3 separate regions of the Mus musculus genome follow, and regions 2 and 3 are each linked to region 1. A link is a contact called in public promoter capture Hi-C data. All regions are on one chromosome and are shown on one strand. Each heading gives the region's core, a stretch centred on a gene start, on an enhancer-like site or on the middle of the called end of the contact. The rest is flanking DNA. Distances are from core to core; before and after follow the strand shown. Region 1 holds the start of Akr1b8 (aldo-keto reductase family 1, member B8). Region 2 has its middle 80 kb from the start of Gm31894. Region 3 has its middle 8.5 kb from the start of Gm13846.

The links. Promoter capture Hi-C pulls out the DNA fragments that hold promoters and counts their contacts.
Region 2: a promoter capture Hi-C map of hippocampal neurons shows a contact between it and region 1, with 5 times the contacts expected there. The contact joins the enhancer-like site here to the promoter of Akr1b8 in region 1. A contact is called at or near these places in 4 of 39 promoter capture datasets (the 3T3-L1 cell line, embryonic stem cells, hippocampal neurons and 1 more) and 1 of 9 other capture datasets (adipose tissue).
Region 3: a contact with region 1 is called in a promoter capture Hi-C map of liver, with 5 times the contacts expected there. The contact joins the enhancer-like site here to the promoter of Akr1b8 in region 1. A contact is called at or near these places in 6 of 39 promoter capture datasets (cranial neural crest, hippocampal neurons, liver and 2 more), 1 of 484 Hi-C or Micro-C datasets (cortical neurons) and 2 of 9 other capture datasets (embryonic stem cells and liver).

The regions. Positions count from the first base shown.
Region 1 is chr6:34,352,671-34,355,447 of GRCm38.p6, reverse strand. It overlaps Akr1b8 (aldo-keto reductase family 1, member B8), which reads right to left and starts at 1,302. Exons shown (of 10, transcript NM_008012.2): 1 at 1,152-1,302. The coding sequence starts at 1,217.
Region 2 is chr6:31,936,896-31,939,966 of GRCm38.p6, reverse strand. No RefSeq gene overlaps it. Among named protein-coding and RNA genes, the nearest start is that of Gm31894, 80 kb to the left of the region's middle. Within about 2 kb of position 1,521, at least 46 of the 459 cell types and tissues checked have an H3K27ac peak or open chromatin away from gene starts, as enhancers often do. A contact at or near this core is called in embryonic stem cells and hippocampal neurons, where this site is marked.
Region 3 is chr6:31,640,995-31,644,078 of GRCm38.p6, reverse strand. No RefSeq gene overlaps it. Among named protein-coding and RNA genes, the nearest start is that of Gm13846, 8.5 kb to the left of the region's middle. Within about 2 kb of position 1,313, at least 79 of the 459 cell types and tissues checked have an H3K27ac peak or open chromatin away from gene starts, as enhancers often do. A contact at or near this core is called in embryonic stem cells and liver, where this site is marked.

The sequences.
Region 1 (2,777 bases), core at 53-2,552:
AGCGCTCGGTCTAATCTTTGGATTTCTGTGGGTTACTTCTGGTCAGAGTGCTTGACAGCTTGGTAGAAAGTGAAATGTCTAATTTGGAGCAAATTCGAGGTTTTAAACCCAGTGCTGAATCAAAGAGAGGCCCCACCTCTGTCCCATGATCAGAAGAAAAAGACAGTGCAAAGATCGAGAGACAGAGGCTAAGCGAGAGACAGAGGCTAAGCCACCAGGACAAGAGACTCGGACTCCAAAAACAACTCCTCCTGGAGGTGGCTCACACCTGTGATAACCTCTAGAAGCTGAGGCCGGAGGATTGCAAGTTCAAGGCCAACCCAAGCTATAGAATAAGTTCTAGGGCAGCCTAAACTGAAGTGTAACTCCCAGTCGCCAGAAATCAAATAGAGACAGCTCCTGGAAACTAGCTGACCACTGTCCTGTTATCACGAAAGGAAATAAACCCAAGGACAAAGTTAGGAGATGGAACAATGTCAGACTTGTCTCAACAGAAGTGGGAAGGGCCTTGGAGCATTCTTCCAGGAGAGCACACTGCCAGGCAGGATCTGAGCTCAGGCTCTGTCATCTTCCTGCTTAGTTTGATGTGCTCAGAAAATGGTGTAGTGTCTTGGTAAGGTGCAGGTGCCAGTAGCCTGTGCTAGGGTCTGAGACTCCACCTTTCCCCCAGGCTTCCAGGCCACAAGCTGCAGAGTCTTTCCCCCACCAAACAGAGCTAGGTCATTTGGAGCTTTTGGTGTCCTGCCACTGAATAACTCAGCCCTGGCTGTCCTGGAACTCACTCTGTAGACCAGGCTGGCCTCTGGCCTCAAATTCAGAAATTCGCCAGCCTCTACCTCCCAACTTCTGGGATTAAAGGCATGCACCACCACTGCCCTGCTTCAAACCAGCCAAAACTTATAAAACTTTAAGTGTCTCATGAGTTCAGAAGAAAGCTTGTTAAGAGGGTAACTGGCAAGTTCGGGAAAACTTGAAACCTGACACTTCACAGGGATATCTCTGCTGGAAAAAGTCTGTCAGAGCTTTGAGGTCTGAAACAGCACAAAAGGCAAAACCAACTTGTGTTCTGTCTCTAGGGTTCCAAACTCCCAGTAGATGTCATAAAAAGAAGAGGAAATGCCAAGACCAGGTGCCCAAGACTGCGCACTCACCTTCCAGGTGCCCAGGCCCACAATGGGCATCTTGGCTTTGGTACTGAGTTCCACGAACGTGGCCATGGTTGCTGCCAAAATCTTGCTGAGAGCAGATGTCTGTGTCCTTGTTAATGAGACAGATGGAGGCTTTAACGTCCTGGATGAAGAGGCCGGCTCTTACTGCAAGCGCCACGCCCAGACCCCTCCCGCCCCCGCCCCCCCTCCCGCAATGAACCGGAAGTTCATCCCAGTCTTTTGTAAGCTTTTAAGAGTGTGAGTAAAGATTAGTCATAAACCAGAGGGAAATCTCCCTGATGCAGAATATAAATTACTTTGTAGAGCTACTTAGAGGTGTATGAGCCTTAGGCGCATGGGGTGAAAGATCCTTCGAGCTATATTGCTAGCTATGTTTGGGTTTCCACAGTGTGTGGAGAATATGTATGGGTTTCCACAGTGTGTGGAGAACGGTGGAGCCTGTAGGTATTCCATGAGGTTGAGGCAAGTAAAAGTTTTCAGAGGCAAAATGGGAGGCTGCATAAATTATTTTGAGCTAACTGTTGCTGATCACAAAAGATCAATGACAGGGGCGCTTGCAGAGGAGGGGGGAGGGGAGAGAGGGGAGGGAACGGGAGAGGAGAGAGTGTTTTCTGACCCTCTTTTTGTTTGTTTGTTTGTTTAAGTTTTACTCATCTAATTGATGGAAGATTGTGAAAAGCAAATTTCCCCTGTTAACCACTAAGACCTTTCTTTGATAATATTCTTTCTCTCTCCCTCTCCCTCTCTCTCTCTCTATCCCCCCTCTCTCTGAATTTGAAATTTGACAAGTTGTCTAACTGTATAATTATAGTGAGCTTTTACATTTTTTTTGCTTACATTTAAAAACCAGACTTTTGTGATTATATTCTGTTTCACTAAGGACAGCATGAAAAAGAAAGATGCGAGCATAAACATCCTTTTCTGTCACTCGGATGCCATTGCCCGGTGCAGTTTCCTGGGCTCTTCTCAGCCTGTGTCAGCTTCTATGCACCGCACCACATTTTCCAAAGCTGACACCACAAGGCTAGCTTTTCTACACGTTTATAGTGAGTCATTTCAAAATTGCCTTTATGTTAAACATTTTAACGTTGCATTCTATTTTATGGTAATTTATTCTACCATTTCCACTATTCTTAGGTCTCTTGCTGATTTCCAGCTGGTTTCTATTGTGTATAAATAATATTTCAAGAAATATCATTGCAGTGAAGCATTGGGCCTCATTCCCTGGGGATAGATCTTTAGAAGTAGGAATATAGACTCAAATGAAGTTTATTTCAGTTTATCACACAAGGTATAGGTCAAAATTGATTTTTTTTCAAAATGGCAATTTTCAGTCATTTATAGAATAATACATTCTCACCTCCATGTTTATAGTTTTTCAAGAATCATATGTAAATGTTCTTGACTTTTACTTTATTGATATTATAAAACTAATGCATGTCCTCTAGAAAGAAAAACCAGAAAAATCAGAGTAAACAAAAGATTTTACGGGAGTTATAAGAGAATAAAAATTATCATTTTCCAATATTGAAATACTTATCAGCAATAACCTTGGGGTGTAACTGGAATACCTCACTGATTCAAGAAGTCCCAGATCATAGGAGCTCT
Region 2 (3,071 bases), core at 272-2,771, 2.4 Mb after region 1:
AGTCTCTGGGTGTCTCAAATATCTATGGTCTGTCTACATGAACAGACAGGGGACCAGAGGGCTGCCAAAATGCCCCTAACTCACCAAGACCCCCTGCAGGTCGGGAAGTGTACTGGCTGGTTTGTGTGTCAACTTGACACAGCTGGAGTTATCACAGAGAAAGGAGCCTCCCTTGAGGAAATGTCTTCGTGAGATTCAGCTGTAAGGCATTTTCTCAATTAGTGATCAAGTGGGGCAGTCCCCTTGTGGGTGGGACCATCCCTGGGCTGGTAGTCTTGAGTTCTATAAGAGAGCAGGCTGAGCAAGCCAGGGGAAGCAAGCCAGTAAGGAATATCCCTCCATGGCCTCGGCATCAGCTCCTGCTTCCTGACCTGCTTGAGTTCCAGTCCTGACTTCCTTGGTGATGAACAGCAATGTGGAAGTGTAAGCTGAATAAATCCTTTCCTCCCCAACTTGCTTCTTGGTCATGATGTTTGTGCAGGAATAGAAACCCTGACTAAGACAGGGAGGTACATGTTTCTAAGGGTTCCCCTTATCTTCCTTTTCTCTCTTCCCTCTCTGGTATCTTCCAGAAATAGTCCCCTTCCTCCTGCTTCTCCACAGAGTCAGATAGAGAAGTATGCTTGACAAGAATTCAGAGCTGCAGTCCTTAAAGCAGAAAGGCCTAGAAACCAATGCCAGCCACCCATTCTGTGGATGGGCATACTGAGGCTCAAAGACACAAAGGATTTTTTCTCCTATGTGCCCAGAGAGGTCCTTGCAGAGCCAAGACCACAGCTTGGTTTCCCCCATCCTATCACACCACCTTGTCTTCAGTGCAGGAAACCTTCCTCCCACTCAGGTCAGAGCTGCGGTGTAGTGTTGCTGATGAGCATGGCTGTTCAAGGAGATGGTCGCAGCATCTGCAGGTGATGCTCACACTAACTGTCTCAAGGACATGGTGACCAGGTAGCCTTCCTCCTCAAGGAGCAGAAAGAAGGCAGCAGCAGGGATTGGAATGGGACGGTCTGCCTGTCAGTCAACCTAGTCCCCTGAGTCCCCCAGACATGGCTCTGGCATGCCAGAGGGCTGAGGCCAGTATGCTCTACGAAAGAACTGAGAGAAAGGTACAAACCCAGGCTTGAGCCCTGGAAGGGACTTTAGAGATGATCAATTTTTAAATAATCTCCGCTTCATATTCAGAAACTTGACACACAAGGGCTTGGTGACCTGCCCAAAGAAACATGGAGAGATCGCCAAGTTTATAAACCCTGCCCCTCCACCCCACTCCCACCCTATTAGGAATTGATGCTTCTCTGCTCCTCTGGGAACAGTCTGACCTGTGCTCAGATGAAATGCTAATCCTGAGCGACTCACCGATGTGGTCAGTACGCTCTGAAGCCCCGCCCCCTCTTCTCCGTTTTCTTCCCCAAGCCACTCTGCTTCCTTAAAGGCAGAACAGATGAGGAAGGCACACACACAGATGTGCCAGGATCTGCAGCTGGCAGGCTCGGAAGCCCTCTCTCTTAAGCATTGCTCCACCCTAGCCTGCACCAGTAGCAAAGAAGTAAAGACCTCGCGGATGAATGAGAACGGGGCGGTGGGAAACCCAATTCGTTCTCCAAGGACACGAGCGCCCTCTGCTGTTCGCATGATGAATTACGGATTCGGACTAAACCGCATGAACGCAGCAGCTAAGTCTCACCAAATCAAGAGGGTTGCAGCCACCACCACCACCACCACCACCACCACCACCACCACCACCACCAACAACAACAACAACAACAACAACAACAACAACAACAACAACAACAACAACAACAACAACAACACATAACTAAAGAAAAGACCAATAAAAGTGAGACCCAAAGTGGAATCTGGGAGGAGAAAAGCTGCCTGAGTTCTTCTATGTGGACCTTCGAGCAAAGTTCAAGGTCCTGCCCATTCCCCATTTACCCGCTTTGTGCTCCCCAGGTATTTTCTAGTTTGATTTCAAAGCAAGCTGTGTAGTGATTTGGGGGTAGGGGGAGCCTACTTACTCCACAACCTCTTGAGTTCTGAGAGTTTATAAATATTCACCTTGGCAACTTTGAGCACAGATCAAAGCTACAGTAGATAGGATGAAGGACTAGAACGCTGGGATACAGCTCCATGGCTGTCACTTCCTACTCGTGTTGGACCTTTCTGTGCCTCGCTCTCCTCATCTGTAGAATGGGTCTTCTGAGTCCTAGGGAATTCCCTTAGGTAACAGATGGTGCAGTTTTGGCAAGCCAGGGTGGAGAGATCCGATTCAGGCCCCCGACCCTTATCAGTTTTCTTCCCTGTTTTGTGAGCAGTAGTGAGGTAAAGGGGTTACAGAGATAGGACACTGTCTTGCTCCATTTCTCCACATGGGTGACCACAGAGCAAGGCCTCTGGTAATTCTATTGCAGCCTTGGCGATTTACTGAGCTCCTATTAGTAGGCAAGGCCTGCTGTGTAAATTCTGCGGGCTCCTGAGGACTGGTGCTCAGGAAGACAGGAGGGCACAGAGTAGAGATCCCAGAACAGCATAGGAGCCTTGAGATTGGAGCCTGGGAGGCCAAGGACAGGCCAGCTTCCTCTGAGTCTAGCATTTCCCGAGGCCAGCCCTGAAATGACTTTCCTTGTCTAAAAGGTCAAGGTCATGGGCTTGGGGGTGTAGTGCTGTAAGGCAGAGCGCTACCATGTGTGTCTCCCGACAGCTGCTCTGTCTCCTGGTCTCAGTGACAACACAGCCGTTAAGGAGACCTCGCCCGTGATCGGTGTGGAGGATGCGCGTACATTATCATATGATCATGGCATTCGTCAGCGATCCCTTTCCTATTTTCTGCATGAGGCTCCCTTATTTGAATGTGTTTCCTCAACAGAAATGAGAACTCTTCTTTGTCCCTTCTTCGGTCCCAGAGCTGTGGTGGGGCGGGGATATCCCAGGTGCATCTGCGAGGAAGCTTCCAGAGGGACCCAGAATGCTATTACTGAAGGCTAAATGTTCCGTGGCTAAAAGCTGCTGTAGCAATCTTGGCATCCACTCTGTTTGAATGGGTACATTACTGTAATGTCCCATTGCTGCCG
Region 3 (3,084 bases), core at 64-2,563, 2.7 Mb after region 1:
CGAAACCCCGTCCCTTTTAAGGAGAATTATCCTCCGCCTAGGACGTGTCACTCCCTGATTGGCTGCAGCCCATCGGCCGAGTTGTCGTCACGGGGAAGGCAGAGCACATGGGGTGGAGAACTACCCTTGGCACATGCGCAGATTATTTGTTTACCACTTAGAACACAGGATGTCAGCGCCATCTTGTAATGGCGAATGTGAGGGCGGCTCCCACAGCTCGGTAGTCAGGAACAATTACTACTCTTACAGAGGACCTAGGTTCAGATTCTAGCACTCATACATGGCTCACGGCTATTTTTCTTTTCTATTTGTTTTTTATTGTATTTATTTAGTGTATGAGTGTTCTGCTGCACATACACCTGCAGGCCAGAAGAGGACATCAGATACCACTGTAGATGGTTGTGAGCCACCATGCAATTGCTGGGAATTGAACACTGGACCTCTGGAAGAGCAACCACTGCTCTTAACAGCAGACCCATTTCACCAGCCCCTCACAACTAGTTTTAACTCCATCTCCAGGGGACCCAGTGCCCTTTGCTCTCTACAGATACCAGGCCCACACATGTCATATATGCATACATGCAGACAAAAAAAGCTCATATACATAAAAAAATTAATTTAATTTTTAAAAAAGTTGGAGGCTGGCAAGATAGTTAAGTGGGTAAATGTGCTTGCCACCAATCCTGATGACCTGAGTTTGGTCCCCAGGATCTACCCACATAGCAGGAGAACCAACCTCCCCCACATTATCCTCTGACCTCCACACAGTTGTTTGATCCCACTCCAGAGTCTAAACTGATTGGGTTAGGGTTCAGTCTAGGCTGGGGACCCCAAAGCCTTCACTGCACAGGCAAGAGGACCTCACTGTGAGAAGTTTTGAATACCCTTCAATTTCTTCCTTCCCAAAGACCCTTGAGTTTCTTGCTTGCAGAGTTTATTTCCCCAGCTTTAAATTTTTTATTACATTTATTTATGTGGGGGAGGAAAACAGGGTTGTGTGGAGGTCAAAGGACAACTGGCAAGAGTCGGCTCTCCACCATGTTGAGTCCCAGCGATTGAAGTCAGACCATGGGGCTTGGCGCCAAGTGCCTTTACCCACTGAACCACCCTGCTGGGCCCACTTTCCCAGGCACCACCTCAGTTCTGGGAAGAGCAGGCTGCCATCCAAGTACAGCATGACATCTACGTGCGGTTACAGCTCTGCAGCACACGGCTCTGCTTCGAAACAAAGGGAGAGGACGTTGGGAAGCAACCTTCCCTACCCCCAGCCAGGCACAGACTCAGCCAGGCAGAGGGGTTGGGGGCGGGGCTGCAGTGCAGCTGGGTGGTGGCGATCCCTACCGCCCCAGTCCTCATTTCCTGATCAGCTCAGAAAGCATTTCCATGTTGGCCCAAAGTTTCTGTTTCCTGTCCCCTCCCACACTATTTTTAGGCCCAGCAGGCATTTCCTGTGTTGGCCTGTCCCACCCACCTCGGGTCTGTCCTGGCTTCTCCTATCAGGATGCCTGCAGGGTGGGCCTGACACACGTGATTCCCCTCGTAGGGACCCTGGTGTCCCTGGAAACAGGTTGGTACCCAGCAGGTGGCCCGCAGCTGCCAACTCCCACTTGGTGCCACCCACCCAACGCAAGACTTGCTGTTTCAGAGTCGGCCCTTCCCTTAGGCCTGAGACTCTCCTATCTCTGTGTAGCCATCAAGATACACAGGTGCTGCAGGGACTCCCCAAGAATGGGCAGTGGCACTTCAGGCCTGAAGGTTGGCTTTTATCCTCTGATATCCTAGTCTTGTTGCCATAGTATGGGGAGAACCTGTCAACCTGTGGGTCGTGTCCCTTTTGACAACTATCCCTGAAAATATTTACCTTATTATTCATGACAGTTATGAAGTAGCAATGAAAAATAATTTAATCGTTTCGGGGGAGGGGATCATCACAACATGAAGAGCTGTATTAAAGGATGGCAGCATTAGGAAAGTTGAGAATCACTGAGAGTTCAGGGACTTCCCAGCCTAGACCTAGTCCTTTTACCCTGAGTTGCTCCCCATGCAGCTTCGAGTTTTTAAATACCTCCTGTGCCTAGAATAACAAGGCTCTGTTTACCCAGGCTGAGGTAGACAGGAGAGGACCTTAAAGCTCAGAAACAAGGAGGCTTGAGATTCATCCATCCATCCATCCATCCATCCATCCATCCCAGCCCATCTGACTGCGTGAAAGGATCCACACCACAGATCTCAGTTCTGGGTTCTTCATGACTGCCCTCCTAAAGAGTCTGTATAGACAGCTGACTTTCTTGCTTTCTCCCTCCTCAGGAAAGTATCACACCACAGATACGCTGCATCCATGCCCACTGCATAGATATAAATGTAAAAAGAATAAGATGTTTCCACATCTTCAAGAACTAATTGCAGGGACTGGAGAGAGAGATGACTCAGTGGTTAAGAGCATTGGCTGCTTTTCCGGAGGACTTGGGTTCAATTCCTAGCACCCACATGGCAATTCATAACAATCTGTAAGTCCAGTCCCAGGGGATACAATGCCCTTTTCTGGCCTTCATGGGTACTGCTTGCATGTCTGGCATGGACATGCATGCAGGCAAAACACTCATACACATTTAAAAAATTGTTTTTTTATGTTACACATTAAAAAAATAGTTTTAAAGAACCTTTTGCAGGAGGCAGGGGCAGAAGTAGGTAGATCTCTGTGAACTTGAGGTCAGATTGGTCTAGATAGCAAGTTCCAGGCTATACAGGGCTACACAGAGAGAATCTTTAAAAAAAAAAAATTAGGCTGAGGGTGGTATCATAGACAAGCAATCCATGCAATCCTAGCACTTAGAGACTGAGGAGCAAGGACCAGCTTCAAGGCCAGCCTGGCTTCATAGTGATACCATATAAATAGGCAAACAAATCTCACCCTTTTGTGATCCTTTACTCTAGCTAAGGAAGAGTGGAGACCACAGTATTTGAAGTCAGACCACAGCGTTTTCTCTGGTTCTTGCTCTCACTGTGTAGCCAAGCTGTCTCAAGCCTCCCAACTGCTGGATAATGGGCCTGAGCCGCTGCAGGAAGCCCAGCCTCTTCTCTTTG